Linked DNA regions of Mus musculus: regions 2 and 3 are each linked to region 1. The links are chromatin contacts, called in public HiChIP or PLAC-seq and promoter capture Hi-C maps. All regions are on one chromosome and are shown on one strand. Each heading gives the region's core, a stretch centred on a gene start, on an enhancer-like site or on the middle of the called end of the contact. The rest is flanking DNA. Distances are from core to core; before and after follow the strand shown. Region 1 holds the start of Mrpl4 (mitochondrial ribosomal protein L4). Region 2 holds the start of Ap1m2 (adaptor protein complex AP-1, mu 2 subunit). Region 3 holds the start of Zfp426 (zinc finger protein 426).

What was found. Promoter capture Hi-C pulls out the DNA fragments that hold promoters and counts their contacts. HiChIP or PLAC-seq counts read pairs in DNA pulled down with a chosen protein or histone mark.
Region 2: a contact with region 1 is called in an H3K27ac HiChIP or PLAC-seq map of microglia, with 4 times the contacts expected there. The contact joins the promoter of Ap1m2 here to the promoter of Mrpl4 in region 1. A contact is called at or near these places in 3 of 115 datasets of contacts at active chromatin or transcription factors (the SCID.adh cell line, embryonic stem cells and microglia) and 2 of 9 other capture datasets (adipose tissue and pancreatic islet).
Region 3: a promoter capture Hi-C map of erythroid cells shows a contact between it and region 1, with 6 times the contacts expected there. The contact joins the promoter of Zfp426 here to the promoter of Mrpl4 in region 1. A contact is called at or near these places in 1 of 39 promoter capture datasets (erythroid cells) and 1 of 115 datasets of contacts at active chromatin or transcription factors (microglia).

What each region holds. Positions count from the first base shown.
Region 1 is chr9:21,001,480-21,004,179 of GRCm38.p6, reverse strand. Mrpl4 (mitochondrial ribosomal protein L4) reads right to left here and starts at 1,443. Exons shown (of 9, transcript NM_023167.2): 1 at 1,183-1,443; 2 at 1,030-1,096; 3 at 776-926. The coding sequence starts at 1,239.
Region 2 is chr9:21,311,055-21,313,754 of GRCm38.p6, reverse strand. Ap1m2 (adaptor protein complex AP-1, mu 2 subunit) reads left to right here and starts at 1,422. Exons shown (of 11, transcript NM_009678.2): 1 at 1,422-1,548. The coding sequence starts at 1,507.
Region 3 is chr9:20,491,354-20,494,101 of GRCm38.p6, reverse strand. Zfp426 (zinc finger protein 426) reads left to right here and starts at 1,356. Exons shown (of 9, transcript NM_001110309.1): 1 at 1,356-1,404; 2 at 1,651-1,716.

The DNA of each region.
Region 1 (2,700 bases), core at 194-2,693:
ACTCCAGAAGAGGGCATCAGATCTCATTACGGGTGGTTGTGAGCCACCATGTGGTTGCTGGGATTTGAACTTCGGACCTTCGGAAGAGCAGTCGGGTGCTCTTACCCACTGAGCCATCTCACCAGCCCAGTATTTTTATTTTTACTTATGGTGTCATGTAGCCCAGACTGGTCTGGAACTCACTATGCAACCTTGACCATTAATTTCTTGATTCTCTTATTTCCACCTCTACAGTGCTGGTGGGGTTAGAGGTGTGGGTTACCAGGACATGTGTATGCTATAGAAGGGAACCCAGGACAAGGTGCATGCAGGCAAGCCCTCTAACAGTGCACACCTCCAGCCCTAATAAAAAACACTTCTAGAGAATTTTCTCTGTTGTGGATTAATCTACCTAGTCGTCACACAACTTCTTTTGTTGTTGTTGTTGTTGTTGTTTTTGTTTTTGTTTTTTGAGACAGGGTTTCTCTGTGTAGCCCTGGCTGTCCTGGAACTCACTTTGTAGACCAGGCTGGCCTCGAACTCAGAAATCTGCCTGCCTCTATCTCCCAAGTGCTGGGATTAAAGGCATGAGCCACCACCACCCGGCTGTCACCTAACTTCTTGAGGTCTGACAAAACGGAGACCCAAGCACAAGAGAGCAAGGCAGGATGTAATAGGTCAGGGTGACAGCAGGGTTGAGTCATTCGCCTTCCAGCCCTGTAGCAGCGAAACTGATCACCCCTTTTGTCAAGTGGAGAAACCACGGCAAGTTCCTCCCATTGCACCCTGCACTCACCGAGGCGCCGTTGCAAACACGTCGGGGTGCAGCTCCGCCAGGCCGATGCGCTCCTGCTCAAAGCCTCGGAGAGACTCGACCCAGGCTTGCACCGGACGCCGGTGCACTGGGATCCGGAGCTCACACTTGCGCAAAACAGGATCTAGGAGACCTGGCGGGGGGTGACAAATGAGCGGTCAAGGGTCAGGATCAAAGCTCAGTACCTTCTGTGCTATCTCCCCCCACTCTGTGTGTCAAGGTCCCGGTCGTCTCACCAGCGCTATCTCGCGGCTCTGAAATCTCGGCCGGCCGCTCCGCGCCTTCCGCTAGAGAGTGGATGACCTGGAAAATGACAGGCGGGAGTTAGAGGTGCTCTCGGAGGTTCTCAACCTTTGACCTCCGGCCTTGACCTCAGCTCAGTGCCCTACCCGGGAGCCAGAGAGTCGAAGCGAGGCCCGGGAAGCGGCCTGGAACAACCGCAGCATCTCGGAGGACCTCTCGCAGCGCCGAGGTCGCTGCGGTACGGACGCTCGCGGCGGTGGCTGATGACGTCGTATGTGCGCCGGGTACGTCACGAAGGCGATTCCGCCGCCATCAGCGCCAGGTCCCGAAGCCTGAGGCTGTGGATCAGCTCCACTTGACAGCCGGAAGCCCCGACACCGGAGAGCCAGAGCCGGGTGCCGGGAAGCAAACCCCAGAGACGCGGTTCTCTTTTAACCAATGAACCTCAAGTATTGATGGAGGGTCCGCCCATACCTGGGCGGTACCTGGCTAATAAGCGTTTATCTTTTTTATTGAACGTGGATGAGCCTCCTGCTACACTGCGTATTTTGCCTACATTTTTTTCCTGTGTCTTTCTCTCCCTTTACCATTATTGATATGAATTGACTTTTGTCTTTTAGAGTAAGGGTCTCACTCCTGACTCACCCTATGCAGCGCAGGGCGACCTCGAACTCAGAGAGATCCACATGATTCTGATTCCTGAGTACTGAGACTAAAGATGTGTGCTGGGCTGGGCCGTGGTGTTGCATGATTTTAATTCTAGCACTCAGAAGCAACACTGCAATTCGAGGCCAGCCTGGTCTATATAGTACATAGTGACTTCAGAGTGAGACCCTGTCTGGAAATTAAGAAAAAAATTTTAAAGGTGTGTGCCATGTCCATGTCATGTGGCTATTTTTCGCTTTTTCAATATATATGTATTTTAATTTTTTACTTTTAAGAAATATTTTATTTATTTTATACATATAAGTGCTCTGTTTGCATGCCTGAAGAGAGCATCAGATCCCATTATAGGTGGCTATGAGCCACCATGTGGTTGCTGGGAATCGAACTCGGGAAGAGCAGACAGTGCTCTTAACCACAGAGCTATCTCTCCAGCTCCTATTTTAGTTTTCTTAATTTATTTTTGTGTTTGAGTGTGGAAGTAAGAAGACAACTCAAGGGAGTTGCGATTTCCTTTCACTCTGTGGATAGAACTCAGGCCATCCAGTTTGGTGGCAAGCCACCTAACCAGCTGAGCCATCTCAAACGCCATCCTATTCTTTTGTAAACAAGGCTTCTCTGTGTAGCCAAGGATGACCTTGAGTTCAGAGTCTCCCTGTCTGGCTTCCGGAGGTCTGGATTGCTGGTTGTCTGCACCGCTATGCTTACATGACCAGGTGAATCTAATTTTATCTGATCTTCCCTCCCCCTCTCTTTGGTGTGTGAAGGGGTCTGATTTGGCTGGCCTTGAACTCTGTGTAGTCAAGAGTAACCTTGAATTTCTGATTCTTTTTTTTTTTTTTTTTTTTTGAGACAGGGTTTCTCTGTGTAGCCCTGGCTGTCCTGGAACTCACTCTGTAGACCAGGCTGGCTTCGAACTCAGAAATCCGCCTGCCTCTGCCTCCCGAGTGCTGGGATTAAAGGCATGCGCCACCATGCCCGGCTGAATTTCTGATTCTTCT
Region 2 (2,700 bases), core at 173-2,672, 310 kb before region 1:
TCAGGGGCACAGGGCTTGCCTGTCACCAGCAAAGGTGGGCGTTCCACCCCCTAGGACTGTCAAAACAACCAGAATAAGAGAATTGTGGCCTGATAACCCGGCTGTGTGGCCCTGAGACTGTCTGTGCTCTGCTTCCTCCCAGGTGGTGGCTGATAAGCTCTTCACACAGGCCCTCTGCTTTAGGACAATTGCCTTGGGAGATCCTCATAGCTGCATCTGGACTCCCGGCCTGTTAAAGGTCAGAGCCCGCACCGATGCCCAAACGGGCTTTGTCGCCCCCTGGCGGCTGCACAGGAAACGTTTCTTCCACAGCGGAGCGTCATGTAGATGGCTAGGCTAAGGTTTAGAGTGGGTTTTTTTCCCCATCACCTTCCGCAAAACGGTATCCCAGCAATGGGGAAGCAGAATGATCTTGAGTTTAAGGGTAGCCTGGGATATTAAAAAAAAAAGAATGAAATTAGAAAACGGAAAACAAAGTCAGACATGTTGGTTCGTGACTAATCACAGAACTTGTAAGGCTGAGGCCAGTCTGGACCACACAATGAGCTCCAGGCCATCCGGGCTATCTCAACCTTTCTTCTAGATTTTTTTTTTTTTTTTTTTTTTTTATGGTTTTTCGAGACAGGGTTTCTCTGTATAGCCCTGGCTGTCCTGGAACTCACTCTGTAGACCAGGCTGGCCTCGAACTCAGAAATTCGCCTGCCTCTGCCTCCCGAGTGCTGGGATTAAAGGCGTGCGCCACCGCCCGGCTTCTTCTAGAATTAATAACACAAAACAAATAAACAACACGAGCGAAGCATGGTGGCGCCTTTAATCCCAGCACTCGAGAGGAAGACGCAGGTGGACTCGAGGCCAGCTATGGCTACACAGAGAACTCTGTTTTGAAAAAAATATATACAACTAGCAGCAACAGCAATACTAATAATAACAACAGAAACAACGAAACAATTAAAATGTTTAGTGTGAGAAGGATTAACACTACTGAACATCTAGTGGTGGGCACCGGGTCACACATAGAAAAAGGGCCAAGTCCTGTTGAAACTGGTATGTGTGGGTGAGAGAACAAGTTACATAGACACACGAACAGGCTGATGCCCTGGTGGGTGGATGGATGCTTGATTGGGTGGATACGTGTATGTATGGGTGGGTTAATGTAGATGTGAATGTGTATACGTATGTGGAAGGGGGTGATGGATGGATGTGTGGGTGGGTGGGTGAGTGGAAGCGGAGCGTGAATGGATACATGGGTAGGCGGATGCGAGGATCGATGGAGAACTTGAGACAGGACAGCAGTCGCGGCTCCTGGACCAGCCTTGGCATTTGCCGCCGACCGTGCCTCTCACCTGGCGGCCTCCCCTTTAAGACGCATTCACCTGGCGGCCTCCCCTTTAAGACGCGCTCACCTGGCGGCTCACCTGGGCGAAGGCGCTTCCGCAGGAAGAAGGAAGCCGCAGCGCTGCCGCCTCTGCAGCTCGCTCTCGCCTCCTAGCTTCACGGACTGCCACCATGTCGGCCTCGGCAGTCTTCATTCTGGACGTCAAGGGCAAGGTGAGGCAGAGGGCGAGGGATCGAGGTACTCCGGGCGAGTCCGCGGGCCTAGGGCTCAGGACCAGGAGCCGGGAACCCGTCCTCTCCAGCCGTCTGTGGCAAGGGGCTTCACCTCTCTTAGAGTCATTTTCCGTGTTTGTAAAATGAGATGCCCACCATCTGAGCGCCCTGAACCAGTGAGCACAGTCCTTCTGCAACCCTGGGGCTCAAAAATGCGCCAAGTGTAACTCTCTGGCTATCCTAGCAAGCTTCTCCAGTGTCGATCAGAGCGGTAGAGATGAAAACAAGAGCCCTGTAATGCAATGACAGCCTGGTCATGTGCCTCAGTGGGCAGCTGGCTGGCCTAGCACACAGACCTAGGTAATGGTCCCAGCGCACTGCATAAGCAGCCATAATTCCAGCACTTGGAAGGTGGAGGCAGAAGGATCAGGAAATCAAGGGAGTTTGAATCGGGCCTGAGCTATGTGTGAGTGACACCCTCACTGTCTCAAAAACAAAACAGGCTCAACAAGCCCAGGCACCGGCTGCCTAAGCCTGGCGACCTGAGTTTAAGTCTCAAACCCAAGTGAAAGGGAATGGAGACCACACACACACAGACACCACACAGACACACACACATACAGACACACACACACACACACACACACACACACACACCAGGCATCAGCATGCTCCCTCACACACTATGCACACAGAAAATAATAGTGCCTGTGAAAAGAAGCTAGCAATAACGACAAGGGGGTCAGGTGTCCTACCATGCACCTGTCATCCTAGCTACTCTGGAAGCCGAGTCAGAGGGATGACCTGAGCTCAGGAGGGCAAGGCCAGCCTGGGCTACAATAGCAAGACAAAACAAAGAAATAGAATAACCTTGAACAAGAACAGCTTAGGAAGGGAGGTTCAGCTCCACTTCTCTGCTTTTTGTGGACATAGTTTAAAACCTCAACTCCTTCAGCCTGGAAAGTGGAGACAAAGACACCTGCCTCAAGGCTGAGAGGTGACAGGCACTGAAACTCCTCAGCAAAGATTCTTCCTCCTCTTCCTCCTCTTCCTCCTCTTCCTCCTCTTCCTCCTCTTCCTCCTCTTCCTCCTCTGTGTGTGTGTGGGCGGGGGGGGGGGGTAGGTGGGGTGGAACCCAAGCTAAGCCAGCAC
Region 3 (2,748 bases), core at 107-2,606, 510 kb after region 1:
GCCCACACCCCAGTTCCTTTCTTTAAAAAAAATTTTTTTTTTTTTTTGCCAGCTGGGCAACATGACCCTGGGTCAGATCTATTTGAAAAGAACAACACTGGTGTACTTAAATAATCTTGGCAATATTTTTGTGTAAATAACCCATCTGACCAAGTGGCTAGACTTGTAGTCTCCTGTCTCTTAAATTGTTCAAAGTCTAATCAGGGGCTGGGACCTAGAGGTTTTAAGGATGAGTGTGTGTAAAATGCCTAACTCTAAGGTATATATAATTACATTTGAGGTCAACTCATATTTGGCCATGTGCTTTAGTAAAGAGCTTTTCCTTGAGCTCTAAGTGTGCAGTAAGAAAGTCTGCCTTTTCACTGAGAAGTCATACTGGCATATTGTTTCTGAAGCAACGCAAGCCCCTGGTTGAGCAAGTTCATGGCAGAGAGGGTAAATGGGTCTCTTGACAAACTGATCTTGCATCCTGTAATAGATCAGGGCCATAAATGCTTTTACTTTCGTCAGAAAGTGATTATAGCTTCATTTCTCTTTGACTCGCATTGACCAACAGATGTCAGCAGAATTCAGCCTAGTAACATTACAGTTTTCAGCCTCTCAACTGTTGCGTGGTTAAACTGGCTCTTCATTCATGTTATTAGGGACCATCAGTAACCAGGAGTGTCGAATCTGAGTGACTGGGCATTTTTCCTGTGACTTGAGATGACAAAAACCCGGATTTGAGCTTACTGTTTGCTTAGGGCATTCAATAGAACCGGGGACTTGGGAAAACAGTTGCTGGGAAAGATGCAGATACGCGGTTAAGACGAGTTCAAGACCCACCCAGTAACTACTTCAGGATTCTCAGTCAGAAACCCAGTTATTTCCATTGGGCTCCTGAGGCTGGTGGAATGGGCTTAGGTAGGGTAAATCTGTTGAAGCACCCTTTATGGTCGCAGCCTACGAAATACAATTTCAACATCTTGAGAGGTCTAGATGATTACGGAAGCGAGACTGCCTTCTGTTTCCTACTGGACTAGGGTGCACTAGAAAGCAAGGGTTCTAAGAATGCAGCGATGGCAGGCAAAAAAATTTCCTGAGCGGACGCTGGGTACCCACAAGAAACCCTGTGGTTAAAGGACTTACTGGTCCTGGCACCACCGTTGCCCGGCTCACAGCCTGGATTCTAATTCTGTCTTGTCCTGGAGACCAGCGTCGGCCTCCAGCTCCCGCGGTGAAGCCCTTACAGCCCCTCCGCCCTGACACTGCGGAGAAACTAGAAATCTGACAGGAATTCAACCGAGGTAGACTCCCGGGCCTGGCTCTGCAGCAGACCGAGCGCGAGCGGAAGTGACGTCATGCCCGCGCCCGTCTCTTCCGGCTCTTATCTGCACTGAAGAGTTGCGGAGTTGCCTGGCATTCGTGAGTTCTGCGGTACAAGGACTACCTGGAGGCGGAGGGGGAGATAGAGAACGAGAGTGCAGAGCTCTGCTCCGCTTGCCACGGCGCCTCCGGGCGCGGCCAAGCCTGAGTCCTCTCTGGCTGTCAGTCGCCAGGCTGGGGAAGTGCCCAGAGGGCGGGCCTGGCGATGGCTGCGGCTACGATGCTGCTCTTCAAAAGCCGCCCAAGCAAATTCTGTGCGAAAGGCTCTTTTATTTTTCTCCTCAGAAATGAAATTTTGCCGGAGTAGTTGGAGTGATCAGCGCCATACACCTTGCGATTTCAGCGCCTCTGGTGAGCACTCAGTGAAAGGTCGCTTTTGGAAAAAGCCGTATTCCCTTTTAAAAAAATATTAGAGACGAATGTCGGGGTGAGAACTTAATTCATATTGTTAGATTGTACTTTATTTAGTGAGTGCGTGTTTTATTTTGACCATTAGTTTCAGATACAGAGACAAATTTCTTAGTTACTTCGAATGTACGTCTTTCTTGAGAGAATATAAACATTGGTAGACCTCCAGCCCATTCATAAAAACCTAGCGGGCAAGCCTTTACTCACGGCACACAGGTGGCAAAAGGATTTCTGTGAGTTCTTGGCTAGTCTGGTGTACAAAATGAGTTCCAGGCCAACCAGTGCTACGTGGTGAAATACTGTATTTATTAAAAAACAAACAAGCAAAAACCTAACAAACAATAATAGTGAGCTTTTTTCCACCTCCAAAGTTCCTAGGCCTGTGTTTGTTTCCTCATCCCTTTATCTCTCTGTGCTAGTGGTCCATTCAGGGCCTTGTGCGTGATACACATACTTTTCTCTTCGTTCTTAGATCTGTTCATCACTAAACTGCTTGGAGCTCACAGAAGAAATGTGGAAAGCTAGATTATTAAAAATCATAGAATTAACTATTAAGAAGATTGATAAATTAGTGTTCTCTCCCCAACAATCCCCCCCCCCCCATTTCTCTTTTTAAAAAAAACTTAGACGTACTAGCATATTTGATGGTCCAGTATCTGTTATGCTGCAGTCACCTCTTGCAGCAGTCCGTGTCTACTCTTTCCCCAGCAAGATATATTGTATGGTGACTTGTTTGCTAAGATGTAAACTGAAAATAAAGGGCAACATGGTAGCACATAGCAGTGATCTCAGGAGTTGGAGCAATAGGAACATGATTTCTTTTCTTTTCTTTCTTTCTTTTTTTAGATTTATTTATTTTATATATGTGACCACACTGTCACTGTCTTCAGACACACCAGAAGAGGGCATCAGATCTCATTGTAGATGGTTGTGAGCCACCATGTGGTTGCTGGGATATGAACTCAGGACCTCTGG